Regions from separate parts of the Hordeum vulgare genome. Here region 2 is linked to region 1. The links are chromatin contacts, called in public Hi-C maps. All regions are on one chromosome and are shown on one strand. Each heading gives the region's core, a stretch centred on a gene start, on an enhancer-like site or on the middle of the called end of the contact. The rest is flanking DNA. Distances are from core to core; before and after follow the strand shown. Region 1 has its middle 85 kb from the start of LOC123425750. Region 2 holds the start of LOC123425750 (G-type lectin S-receptor-like serine/threonine-protein kinase B120).

Evidence for each region. A called contact is a pair of places that touch in the nucleus more often than the background predicts.
Region 2: a contact with region 1 is called in a Hi-C map of leaf, with 4 times the contacts expected there. The contact joins the promoter of LOC123425750 here to the enhancer-like site in region 1. A contact is called at or near these places in 4 of 6 Hi-C or Micro-C datasets (leaf and seedling).

The regions. Positions count from the first base shown.
Region 1 is chr2H:181,815,887-181,821,981 of MorexV3_pseudomolecules_assembly, reverse strand. No RefSeq gene overlaps it. Among protein-coding and RNA genes, the nearest start is that of LOC123425750, 85 kb to the left of the region's middle. Within about 2 kb of position 2,496, at least 3 of the 3 cell types and tissues checked have open chromatin away from gene starts, as enhancers often do. A contact at or near this core is called in leaf and seedling, where this site is marked.
Region 2 is chr2H:181,900,027-181,906,121 of MorexV3_pseudomolecules_assembly, reverse strand. It overlaps LOC123425750 (G-type lectin S-receptor-like serine/threonine-protein kinase B120), which reads right to left and starts at 2,515. Exons shown (of 9, transcript XM_045109468.1): 1 at 1,666-2,515. The coding sequence starts at 2,333.

The sequences.
Region 1 (6,095 bases), core at 1,247-3,746:
TGTTCGTCCACTAACTAATATAATAATTGTTTTCGCGTGAGGATAGGGATTAGGTTTGGCAAGATGCCCACTGAAGCCCTCTCATCATCCCTGATTAACAAATAAGCACCAATGCTAAAGAGAAAATAGTTTGTTTTCACAAACACCTCTTCAAACATTTTGTATGGCATCATTAGTCTCTACCAGAAGTTTTTCTTTTGGATCCTACAAGAAGATACTCTAGAGAATTGCGGAATACTCTCTCCAGTCCTTTCTACTTAGCATGTAAAAAATTTTGAAGTCAAGATTTGTAATATTTGACCATATTTATATGAAAAATATCACCATCTATATTACTAAATTTATATAATATGAAAATTCAATTCATAACGCATCTAATGATATTGATATCATATTATGGATGTTGATATTTTTTATAAAATTTGTCAACACTTTACAAAGTTTGACTTCAAACAATTCTTATGTGCGAGTAAAAAAGGCCGGATGGAGTAATAGAAATTAAGGTGGACAATGGTGCTAGGGATGTTGGACAAGAAAGTAGTGATGTTGGACAAGAAACTAGTGGAGAGGGAGGGAGAGCTAGCTAGTGAGACAAAGGTAGGAGTGGGGAGAAAAAGGAAGGAGGGAGAGACAAATAAAGTGAGGAAGAAGCTAGAGAAAAGAGAGGTCATTAATGGAGGAGATGGTAGATGGGGGCATTAATGGGGGAGAGAAGAGAGGTAGGAGAAGGAAGAACTAAGTGAGGGAGGTAGAGGTGGGAGATAGCAAAGGGGACGGGGTGGGACAAAAGATGGTTGCGGGATAGCACTACACGGGATGTAGAACAACACTACTGCTAAGCACTATAGTAGTAGCGCGTGTCGGTGGCCCATCGTTGCTGTGGGCCACCGACACACGCTACTACTAAGTTAATAGTAGTAGCGCTGATTTTAGCCAAGCGCTACTATTATGAGCAGCCCCGGTGGGTGACGATGGGATCGCTTAGCAGTAGCGCCGGCCTGCCTACCCGATGCTACTTTTTACTTTAGCGTTGGAATGTGTCACGCGCTACTACTAAGTAGCAGCAGCGATGCACCCCTACCCCACGCCACTGCTAAGTTTTTATTTATAAATTTTCTCCTAGTAGTGAGGTGACGATGGCAGGAGACTCGGTGATAAAGAATGAGTTGTCCGATGCGTGGAAGGTTGTATTTACAAAATTTATAGGCATGAGACAAGGGGCTCAAACTCTTAGAAAAACGTGCATGTTCGTTTCAGGAACAAAAACACTTCGTGTCCTACGACTTGCACGTGATCCATGGACGTACTATGAAGTTGGTAGCCAATCGGTGATACGCAATCTTTAACTCCGTCATGAAGTTTTGTTTTGTGCTGCCATTGAACAAGTGGAGAATGTTGCCACGGGGCTCACAAATCATTGAAATAGTAAGATTTGCTTCTTGTTGCTCTATATGTTGAGCAATTTGCTATGTCACTCAATGTTGTAACTTAATAATCATCACATTGTATATAGTTTGGATGTGTTGATGTGTTGTACTGCAGAAAGGAGGACATGCCATTTACCTTCATACATTTTTTATGAAGCTCAAGGGGCATAATATATAAGACGACATGTAAGGATTCTGTCTCAAATATCGTTGAATTTAAAATCAATAAATTCGATAAACTTGTAAAACATCCGATTATCTCGGATATTATATTTACATTTAAACTATGGTTATACTAGGAATATTTACATGTTATTTATGAATGATTTGTGTTATTTTTTTTTAATTATTTGAATGTGGCGGACTTAATAGAAATAAAATAAAGGTGAATGCTTAGGAAATATTTTTCTTTTTGAGCCGGAATAAATTCCATCAACCTGAACAACCATCTAAATCGCCGGTGATCAACGCGTGAACAAAATTCAAAATAGTTGGATGACCGTTTATCGTATTTGTCTCGAAGGATAAATAGTGTGTCAGTTTCGAGGGTCAGGCGATGGGATGCCCTAAGATGTGGCGTCTTTTACTTGTACGTGCCCGTTTATTGGCGGAGAAAATGATAGGTGACAGGAGAAGCCGGGACGGTGACACCAGTGGCACGCCACCACCAGAACCTCTTTTTGTGTTGTAGTGGAATGCCTTGTTCCTTCACTAGCGCATCTACGAAGTGCTCCGATGTGATCTAGTTGGACGAGGTGCTTAACTTTGGGTGGCTATCTTCAGGAAGACGCCTTTTTCGCTTCGGTGCTACTTACTCCTGAACAAAGAGTTACTACAGCAATTATTACTATTCATCAGTAATCAGAGGCACATGAGAATTACCCACAAAAATAAAGAGGCAACATGAGAAAATATACAGCAGTGGTTAGACAACGAGATATAGCTACGTTTGCTATGCAAGAAAACTGCACACGTGAGGCCATCAAATCCCCTAAATAACACACGCATGGCGTGACGACCGGCCGCTGGAAAGCACGCGGATACATGGACCAGGTCGGTGGGTCGTACTGCATGCCCCACGAGCGTAAAGTGGTCTAGACTGCTTGCTTGGACCCGCAACATGGATTCTTAGCTGTACCAACAGAAAAACCGAGGGTTCAGGGAGGAATGATCAGTGCCACCCACTGCTGGCTTGGAAAGGCGAATACTGTGATTCACTCGGTAGAATAATATTTAGATCATTCTCACTTTCCCTTTTGCAGGGAAAATAAACTGGTTCGATGCAGCAGCAACTTTCTTGTTCGGACTGTGATGAGTAGCAGAGCCGCATCAGTGCTTCAAACGAGCTGTGAGTTACAGGGAACGAGGTTGGAGCAGCTGATCAAACTCAAACTCGATGTGAACCGCTGCATATGACGTTCTCTTCAAGCTACGTTTTGTGTCGCTGTACATAAATACATAATCTACAGGATTCCCACGCTATTCCAATGACTTCCCTGCATAAACAACCCCCAGACCCAAAGGCCCAAACGCAGCAGCTCGTGGTCAGTTTATACACCCGGCCCCGGATATCATACACGCCCTACAGAAATCTAGCTCCTCCTGGCTTATAGTCTAGCCCCGTGACCAACAACACCGGATCTAGAATAAAATTGTTCGGCAACTCTGCATCGAGACCCGGAACTACCGAGCCAGATAAATAACGAGGGCTCCTCGTAGATAGTCAAGCTGATGACGCCCTTTGATGATAGATAAACAAATGGTTTTGACTGTGCCAACGTAGAACGTGCTGTCGTCTTTGTGGTTGTCGTCGTCGTCGTTGTTTTCTCTACCTCCATGGTCTCCATTATCACCGTCACTGTCATGGACCAAACAGGGACCAAACAAGGACCAGGCTATGGCTTTGGTGTTTTCCTTCGTCATCTCGTATGCCTTTTAGAGCATCTAAGGGAACCCCCAAATGGTCACTTTTTCCGGCAGAACAACTTTTTACGGGATGACGAGCCTTCCAACGATATAGTTTTGGTAAACATGTCCCGCAAATGTTACGCGTAACACATTTACGGGATTTATTTTGCGTCGGAGGGTTCGCTGTCGCGCAAACACAATTATATGTAAATATTATCAAGTTCATCATGATAAGTGCATCATTTATATATCTATACATCATGAATAGATCATCATACTAGTTCATCACATTCAAAATCATACCAACATATGATGTATGATGTTTAACTTCATGAATACACGATAAAACTAGACAAAAGATGCTTAAATCACATAGATAAATCAAGCTCCATCGTCAACATTGACCGCCATGCTCACGCCACCCGGATGTTTCATCAAACACATTGTGGGCGTGGCTGGCGGCATTGCCGTCAATGTGGATGCCGAGATCGGCCGAAGAAGGAGGAGGAGCCCGACCCCTTGACGTGATCGCCTTCTTCCTTGCAACCTTCCCTCGCGCACCGGCGGGGCTGGCCGAGCCGATCTTCTTCCTCTTGGCCGGTGGGCATGGGACCGGAGCGGGGTCAACACTCGAAGGTGTCGTGCTGGCTGCGACGACCCCTTGCACGATATGGCTTCCTTGTCGCATTCTTTTGATGATGATGGCGGTGGCGGGAGGAATTGAAAAGGCGTCAAGTTCGCGGTTGAGGGGTCTTGTAAAAAAATCCGAACGATCCAATTTATTAAATCTATTCAGGCCGGGATATGGAATGAATTACGCAAACAGGTGGTTATTTTGTCGGACGGCCAGGCTCTTACTTCTGAGAGCAAGTACAATAAAGTATAGTCAGCAGGCTGTAAGGATTAAAAATACTATATTTTTGCTGAGTTGAATGAGAGAGAAGAGGAGTGAGAAGGGAAGCGGGCTCTTCGTGAAGACCTAGCTCTAGCACATGCTCTTAGATGCTTTGTGAGAATGAAAAATGAACCATATATGATAAAAGCAATACTCTTTTATAACTAACTATTGTACAAGCTAACTATAAGATGAGCTATAAGATGATTTATAGCCGGCAGTTGATTATACTATTAACCATGCTCTGAATTCCCGTAGACAATTGTAGGACGATCCCGGCCGCCCACCTCGTGCTTTCGTGGTCAGTGTCGACGATGTAAAAAAGGTAGTCTACTGGCCAGCTACGTGGTACCATTGCCACCAGAGTTGCGCCCATATTAATAACCAACCAAATTCTTCTGTAGGCGCGACAACAGAAGCAGGAAGTCACATGGCATGAGGAACAAGATGCGTCCCAGATATATCCTAATAAAGGAGCCCACGCTGACAACGTGATGTCTAAATTCTAGTAATGATCTATAATTAGTCAAATAAGGTAGAGGGCAGGTGGGTGACATGAACGCTGGTTCGCCCCGGAAAAGGGGTGGAGGGTGGCGACGCGGAATGTGAAACGTCAATTATTGTGTTACACAAAGCGCAAGTTGAGCTGTAGATGAGGGGCTTGGAATGAATCATGAACGCAAAACAGAAAAGGAATCTAAGAAAGTTTGTTAAACTGATCTGCACAACAAAGAATAATGACCAGCTGCTCACCTAATACATACCACTCACTGCTCACAGAATTGCAGCAAGAGCGTTCATTCGTCTCGTTCTCAATCGTTGGGAGGCCGGCAAATACACTTCGGGACGGGTCTCCGGGTGTACTATATCTAACAAGGAAACTCTCATCCTTGCAGATTAGAGCATGTCCAAGAGCGGCGTTAGAAATGAAGCGTATGGTAGGAATAGTCATTTTGTCGCGCGAGCAGCCGCGCGGCCTGCTTCAGCAGATGCACGAAATGGAGAATTTCACATGGGAAAAGCGGCAGCCCGTGTGCTAATTTTAACGCGCGTTGACTAGCACGCGCTATAAATTTTGTATGACTCTGCTCATCAACTGCCCTCATTCTCTCCCGCGTTTTCATCCTGCACTCCGCCATCGCCGCGCCTTCTCCGCCGTCTCTTCCAGCACGTCCTGTCGCCGTAGCATCCCTGAAGCAGCTCGGGCTACCGCTGCGTCCAGCTCTGTCCCTTCGGCGTGTATTACGCGGAGACCCGTTCCGGCGATGCACGCCTCGGATTGGCACGTTCGAGACCATCCACAAGGTTGTCCGCGCGTACGACGCAACAGTGTGACGCCTCGAGCGGCCTTGGGCGCAAATGAACTTCAACAACGTCTTCATGCGCCAGCAAGCACAGGATGTCGCGCCTTTTCCATGTCTGATCACCAAGAAGGACCGCCGCGTTCAGCAAAATTGAGAACATCACCTCATCATCACCGAAAGGGATGATGCCGCCATGGTGGAGTGACGCGAGCATTTCCCGGAGGACGTCATCGTCGAGAACTAGTTCTGGACACAGAGGAGGATGGAGCGAGTTGCGCGTCGCCAGGCAACGTGTGTGCAAGGCACTCGCGAATGCCTAGATGGACAATCCGGAGGGGTCGAACTGGGACTCGGTCAATCCTCGGTGGGAGGACGCGTGTCGGTGCGCTAAAGAGTAGGCCTTTAGTGCCCATGACTTGTGCACGGACAGTAGTAGCCATGTCCGCGGCAGGCCCTGCCTGAGACAACGGGAAGCAGAGGCGAAGCCCTCAGAAGTCATTTAGGCTGACAAGAAGACACTACCCCCGGCAAGCCCCTTTTTGTCGGGGAAGGCCAGCGAAG
Region 2 (6,095 bases), core at 1,266-3,765, 84 kb before region 1:
TTGGCCCCAATCCACTATATAGCAGGTAAACTTAGTTGAGAATCCTTTTCTAAAAAAAACTTAGTTGAGAATCACCAATATATAGAAGAATAGCACATGTGCAAATATGGATTGCAAGCTGCAACTCACAACTAAAACAACATTATAAAACATCAGCTACAGCCTGGTTGAGTTTCATAAACCAACCCTCTCCCAAAAAGTCTGCCCAGTAAGAAAATGGTGGACATCCTAATTATATTTCAATACTTCATCTTACAACTAGAGACTGGTCAGCTCTAAAACACGGATATAATACGAATGGGTGCCACTGCAACTGGCACAAAGTTGAAAACACTGCAGCCAGAAATCAGACTTGTGACAACCTGATAAAAATGCAGAACAGAACACCAATGGACCCTCAATTCAAAATCTTACTAATAAGCAACCGCAATTTTCCCTTAGGTAGTTACGGAACTCCACATGTTGACTTCATGCACCAATAGCTTGACGCCTTGACCCAGAAGCTTAACTAAGGAACATACAGAATTCTACTCCTTTCATTTGAAATCACTAACCGGAAGTTAGCACATTTCAACAACACTACACAAACACTATTGGATAAATACAAGCACACAAGATAATATATCATTCTGAGATTTGTTCCAAACAATACTCTAGCAAGCAAGATATTTATTTATTTATTTTGCGGAAAAACACTCAGATCTATAAACCAAACCAGTAGTATAAACATCCCTGGAAAATAAAAAAGTTGCTCCCGAATGGGCCGATGGCGCGCCACTGCTGCTCAATCGCCGGAACCAGCCAGAGCCAGTCATTGTTGATCGGGGAATCAATCCGGTAGTGGGGCCTTCCCGCACTCCGACACTGGCAGAGCCAGCGGAGGAGGAGGGAGGCGACGAGCGACGATCTACCGACAGAGGAGAGGTTGCGGCGTGGTGCGCTCGGAGATCGCCTCTCCTATGGTTTGGAGAGGAACTCCTCTAGCAGGCAAGATTTGAAGCTTTACAAATAACTTTACCAAATGCCATCGCCCATCCTTATCAAGAGATGACCTACGAATCTACCATGACACTATTTTGCCGACTGATGGACTGCAAGTAGAGGTACAGCCCCACCTGGCTAGTTAGTTTCCCACTTTTGAACCTGATCCTTTTGATGCATCATCCTACAATGAAGTGTGAATGATGTTTGTGTATAGCACACGAAAAGAAGATGCTCGCAATTTGCAATTCAGACTAGCTAAGTCGACAGCTGATGCTGCCTAGTGCCGACTGGAACAACTAAAACAAAACACAAATTGGATTGCCTCAGGAAGGAAGTATACACAATCTCCTGAAAGGAAATTAAAAAAACATACTTTTTTTTTTGAATTTTGATTTTGCTAACCTCATGTATCATGGGGGTAAAATTAAAAAAACATACGAGATGACAGATTCCATATTTCCTAGGTAGATGGCAAAAGAACAGAATTAGAGAACAACCAGCAGCTCAACTAGTACTAGTAGTAGTAACATTAATGCCCCAATAAAATATATAGTACGTAGTTCTAGTCTCTACAACATTCCTACTGTATAATTATTTAAAATTAAGCAAAAAAAAATTGAAGCAAGCTATACTTTATTCAAATATAAAAGATGGTAGGGAGTAGGGCATGGAGAAGCTGACCTCCAGAATGGAACATTGCCATCTTTCCAGATGAAGGCCTGGCTGGGGTTGGCCGGGTCGAGCCCGAGCGCGAACCGGCCCGGCGAGGGGTCCGTCTCGCTTGCCCAGGACGTGAAGAGCATCCGCTCCGGCGGGCCCCTGACCTGCGCCCTGACCTCGGCGTTGACGCTGATGCGCATCCCGGAGAGCATGGTGTCGGACGGGTGCCAGAAGCTGTCCCAGATGACGGTGGCGTCGACGTCGCGCACCTGGAGGCTGCCGGAGTCGAGGATGACGGCCTCGTAGCCCCCGCGCGGCGCGGCCCGCGTGGTGGTGTTGGAGGACCAGAGCATGGGCGCGCCGTCCTTGGCGGCGCCGTCGAGGACGCGGAGCTCGCCGCCGGCCGTGAGCGTGAGCGAGGGCGCGGCCGCGGCGGCCGCGTTGGCGCGGTTGGCGACCCACGCGACGGTCCTGGGCCGAGTGTCGCGGTACCAGACGCAGAGGTAGAGGCGGGCCGGGCGCGCGGGGTCCGGCGCGTGGAAGCCCAGCTCGAACACCCCCAACGGCGAGGACACCAGCGTCGCCGGCGCCGTCAGCGAGTCCCCCTGCTTCAGCGTGTCCGTGGCCGCCGCCGCCACGGCCAGCGCGCCGCAGAGCCAGATGAGGAGGCGAGAAGCCGCCATCGCCATGGACGCAGCAGGCCCTCCCTCCCTCCTCCTGGCTCCCGCTGCCCCTCTACCCGCTTTTGCCTGCTGAGGTAGCGCCCAGCCAGCCACCAACTACCACCTCACTGGTGGCGAGCAGACAGAGAAAGAGAGAGAGAGAGAGGGAAGGAGGGAGGGAGTGCGTTATGGCGAGACCGATGTCGTGGATTTGTTTAGTGCGCGGTAGTAATATAGTGTATTAATTAGCGTGCCTAAGCACGTACTAGCTTTGCTTTCGGGGTAGTTCAAAAGCGATTTGCCGCCGGTGAGCCACGGCGGGGAGTCATACGGGGTGCGTGGCCCGGCTCGTCCAACTGTGTGGGCCCCGGCTAGGCAGGATGGCGAGGGCCATGGTACAAACGGAACATACGCGCGCGCTCCTTGTGTCCCTATCTCCCGAGTGCCGTCGCACAGTGCAGCACACCACGGGGCACTGCTCCTGGTGGGAGATCTGGCTCGTCGTTCACACATGCCCGGGGAGAGAGGGAAGGAGAGACAGGGATGGCGACACCACCATGGTTTCGGATCTTTTTGTGCTGTAGTGGAATACCTTGTGGTCATGTGGTGTGCATCTGGGCATGCAGTAGCTCATCTTTCGGCATTTCGTTTCTTCGTCTCATTTTTTGTTCTCGATGCAACGGCGTTTGGTGGTTAGGCAATGCAGGATCGCCGTGTCACCGTGCAGGAAGAATGGGCGCGCACTTGCGGCCGTCGAGTTCCCGGAACATGCACCAAACAAGCAACGACCGCTGGAAAGGCATGCGGGAAACACATGCTCACAATTTGTTGGTTGGTTCGTCCTACTACGGGTTCCTGTGACCGTAAAGCGGTCTCGGGCTCGGGGCTGCTTCCTTGATTGGACCCGCAACACGCATCCCTGGCTGTACCAGACATAAACTGGAGGGTCCCGGGAATTATCACAGGTTGTGCCTCTGCTCACTTGCAAAGGTGGATTCATGGCTTTTATGGGGCTATAATTATGTGATTTAGCACTAGTATATACCAGAGCTTTTGGGCTGCCCATTCTCAAATCATTCTCTCCTTTTTATAGGAAAAAAGAGAGTCTAACTAGGTCTTTTTTCATGAGTATGTAAATTACGTGTCATAGCTTTATAGAAAAAGAGAAATGCAAGTACAAAACGTCTATAAAATCGTTGCAAACAATGAGCGTGTCATTAACTCCACATCTCGCCAGTCCAAAGGCATCCACCTATGACAACACCACTACAACGTGAAAGAGCCTACCCAAAACCAAGAACCTCATCGTGTCTCGACCAACGTCGGTCACCTCCGAAGAACAACAGCTCCCAGCAAGCTTTCCTTGTCGACGCACCATACCCCCTTAATGCCTTAAGGAGTTGGCAAGAGGATGGCACGACTCGATCCGACCCGAGGAAGACATCGTATTGGGTTCACCAGCAACGGTCGTACATTGCGCCGGAGGGCGACATCGAACACCAGAGGAGCGTAATATAGGAACTCCATGTCTCCCTACACTGTGCTCCCAACAGAGGGACGACATCTAAGACGTTGCCATCGGGTCGATCCTGCACCGAATTAAGGCTTTCGCTCGGGGACCACTACCAAGACTAAGCAAGCGAGGGACATGGCGACACTCGGTGATGCCTCTAGGGAGGGGAACAACACCTACATGTACCCTAGCCGTCGGCCTGACCAAAATCGGACAGGGTTTTCATTTGTAATGTCGCGCATATCCACTCCTCCAAGGTTTCGAGCAACACTATCCATGATGCCTCGCCCCGCCGTCACTGCAGTTGTGGTCCTCTCAGACCCGCAATGCCGATATGGGTCCATAACTAAGAGGAGCTTGTTAGGAAGAAGAATTTTGTGGAGAATTTGAAGCAAATGTATTTGAGAAACAAAGAGGCTACCAACATGACGTTCATGAAGAGTGAACGTCAGCACTACATTATATAGTTGTGAGGTGCGAGGATATCCAACATGAGCAATATCTTCCGATTGTTCAGCACAACAAGGCCCACACTTTGGTGGTGTTCCATTTTTATCCACGCCAGCACTATCTGTACTAAGCTGGCGTACCAATTTGGCCAACGCCGGTGCTATTTGAAAATAATAGTGCTAGCGTCGCTTCAAATTGGCGCGCCACTAACATAAGTTGTGGTTAGCCATATCTCCACTAGTGCTTGTGTGTTGTCAAACATCACTTCGTAACAGGGTGATCATAAAGGTGCTCCACGGGTATCTTTGAAGGTGTCTGTTTGGTTGGAGTGGATCGAGATAGGGATTTGTCACTCCTTGTGACAAAGAGATATCTCTGGGCCCTCTCGGTAATAAACATCACAAGAAGCTTGCAAGCAATGTTAATAATAAGTTAGTCGCGGGATCTTCTATTATGGAATGAGTAAAGAGACTCACCGGTATCAAGATTGAACTGGGTATGGAGATACCGACGATTGAATCTTGGGCAAGTAACATATCGCTCGACAAAGGGAATTGCATACGAGATTAACTGAATCCTCGACATCGTGGTTTAACCGATAAAGATCTTCGTGGAATATGTAGGAACCAATATGGGCATCTCAGGGAGTCCTGGATTAAGGGGTCCTCGGGCGGTCGGCTTATCCCTTATGGGCCGACCATATGGGTCGCATCATTGAAGACCGGGTTGTCTGACAACTTCATGATCGAGATGGAATGCTCCGAAGACTGGCGTGCGCTCCAAGTTAAGAAGACCAGATCGGCCCATCCGTCCCCGGCTGAGGTCGGCAATATGTAACCCTAGGAACCCTGGTGTCTATATGAACCAGACGTTCTCATGCGTATAGGCAGGTTGACTCATCTAGGGTTTAGCTCATACGATCTCGAGGTAGATCAACTCTCTAATCATCATCCACATCAATATAATGAAGCAGGACGTAGGGTTTTACCTCCTCAAGAGGGCTCGGACCTGGGTAAATACTATCTCCCCTTTTCTCCTGCAATCCATCGATCCACGGTCCATAGTTCGGGATCCCCTACTCGAGATTTGCCGGTTTTGACACCGACATTGGTGCTTTCATTGAGAGTTCCGATGTTGGATCGTGGAAGGATTGATGGATCGCCTGATCATCAACAATTGAATCAGCAACGGGGTCTTCGCCCCCGGACAGGTCCTCATGCTCGGCGACATCACGCTGCGCACGAACCCAACTGGCCTTCCGGGCCAGATCGGAGACTTCGCCTCCGGTCAGCAAATAAGGTTTGGAGATCTCGAATTCTCCGCCGACTCCTGGGGAAATATGTTCCCGCCAAAATCATAGCCTCGACCGATGAACCTCAAAATCCCGAAGCCTTGACTCTGGGCCTCTTTTCCGGCCGCAACCAAGGTTCCCTCTTTATCGAAGAGTCGGCTTTGAGCTCAGAACTGACCTCTATGCCCGGACAACAGCGAACGACCATAGCCTAACATGCATCCGTCGCGGAAGCCACGGAGGTCAACTCCAAAAAGCACCAAGAGATCGATGAGGACAGCCTCTCGATGTTAAACGAGATGCTCGACCAAATCCAACTGCTTCCAATCTCAGATAGCCGGAGCTCGACCTATGCACAGATCGGCTCAGAGGTGGATTATGAGGACTTCTATGGCCCACGCAACACCCACTTGGTAGACTACGCCTCCGAGGAGCTCGAGGACATGGATGACGAGGCCAACGACCCCACCCCCGTAAATACCGGGCAGTGGACACCAACGTCCACCTATGACGTCTACATGGTAGGCAAGCTCCG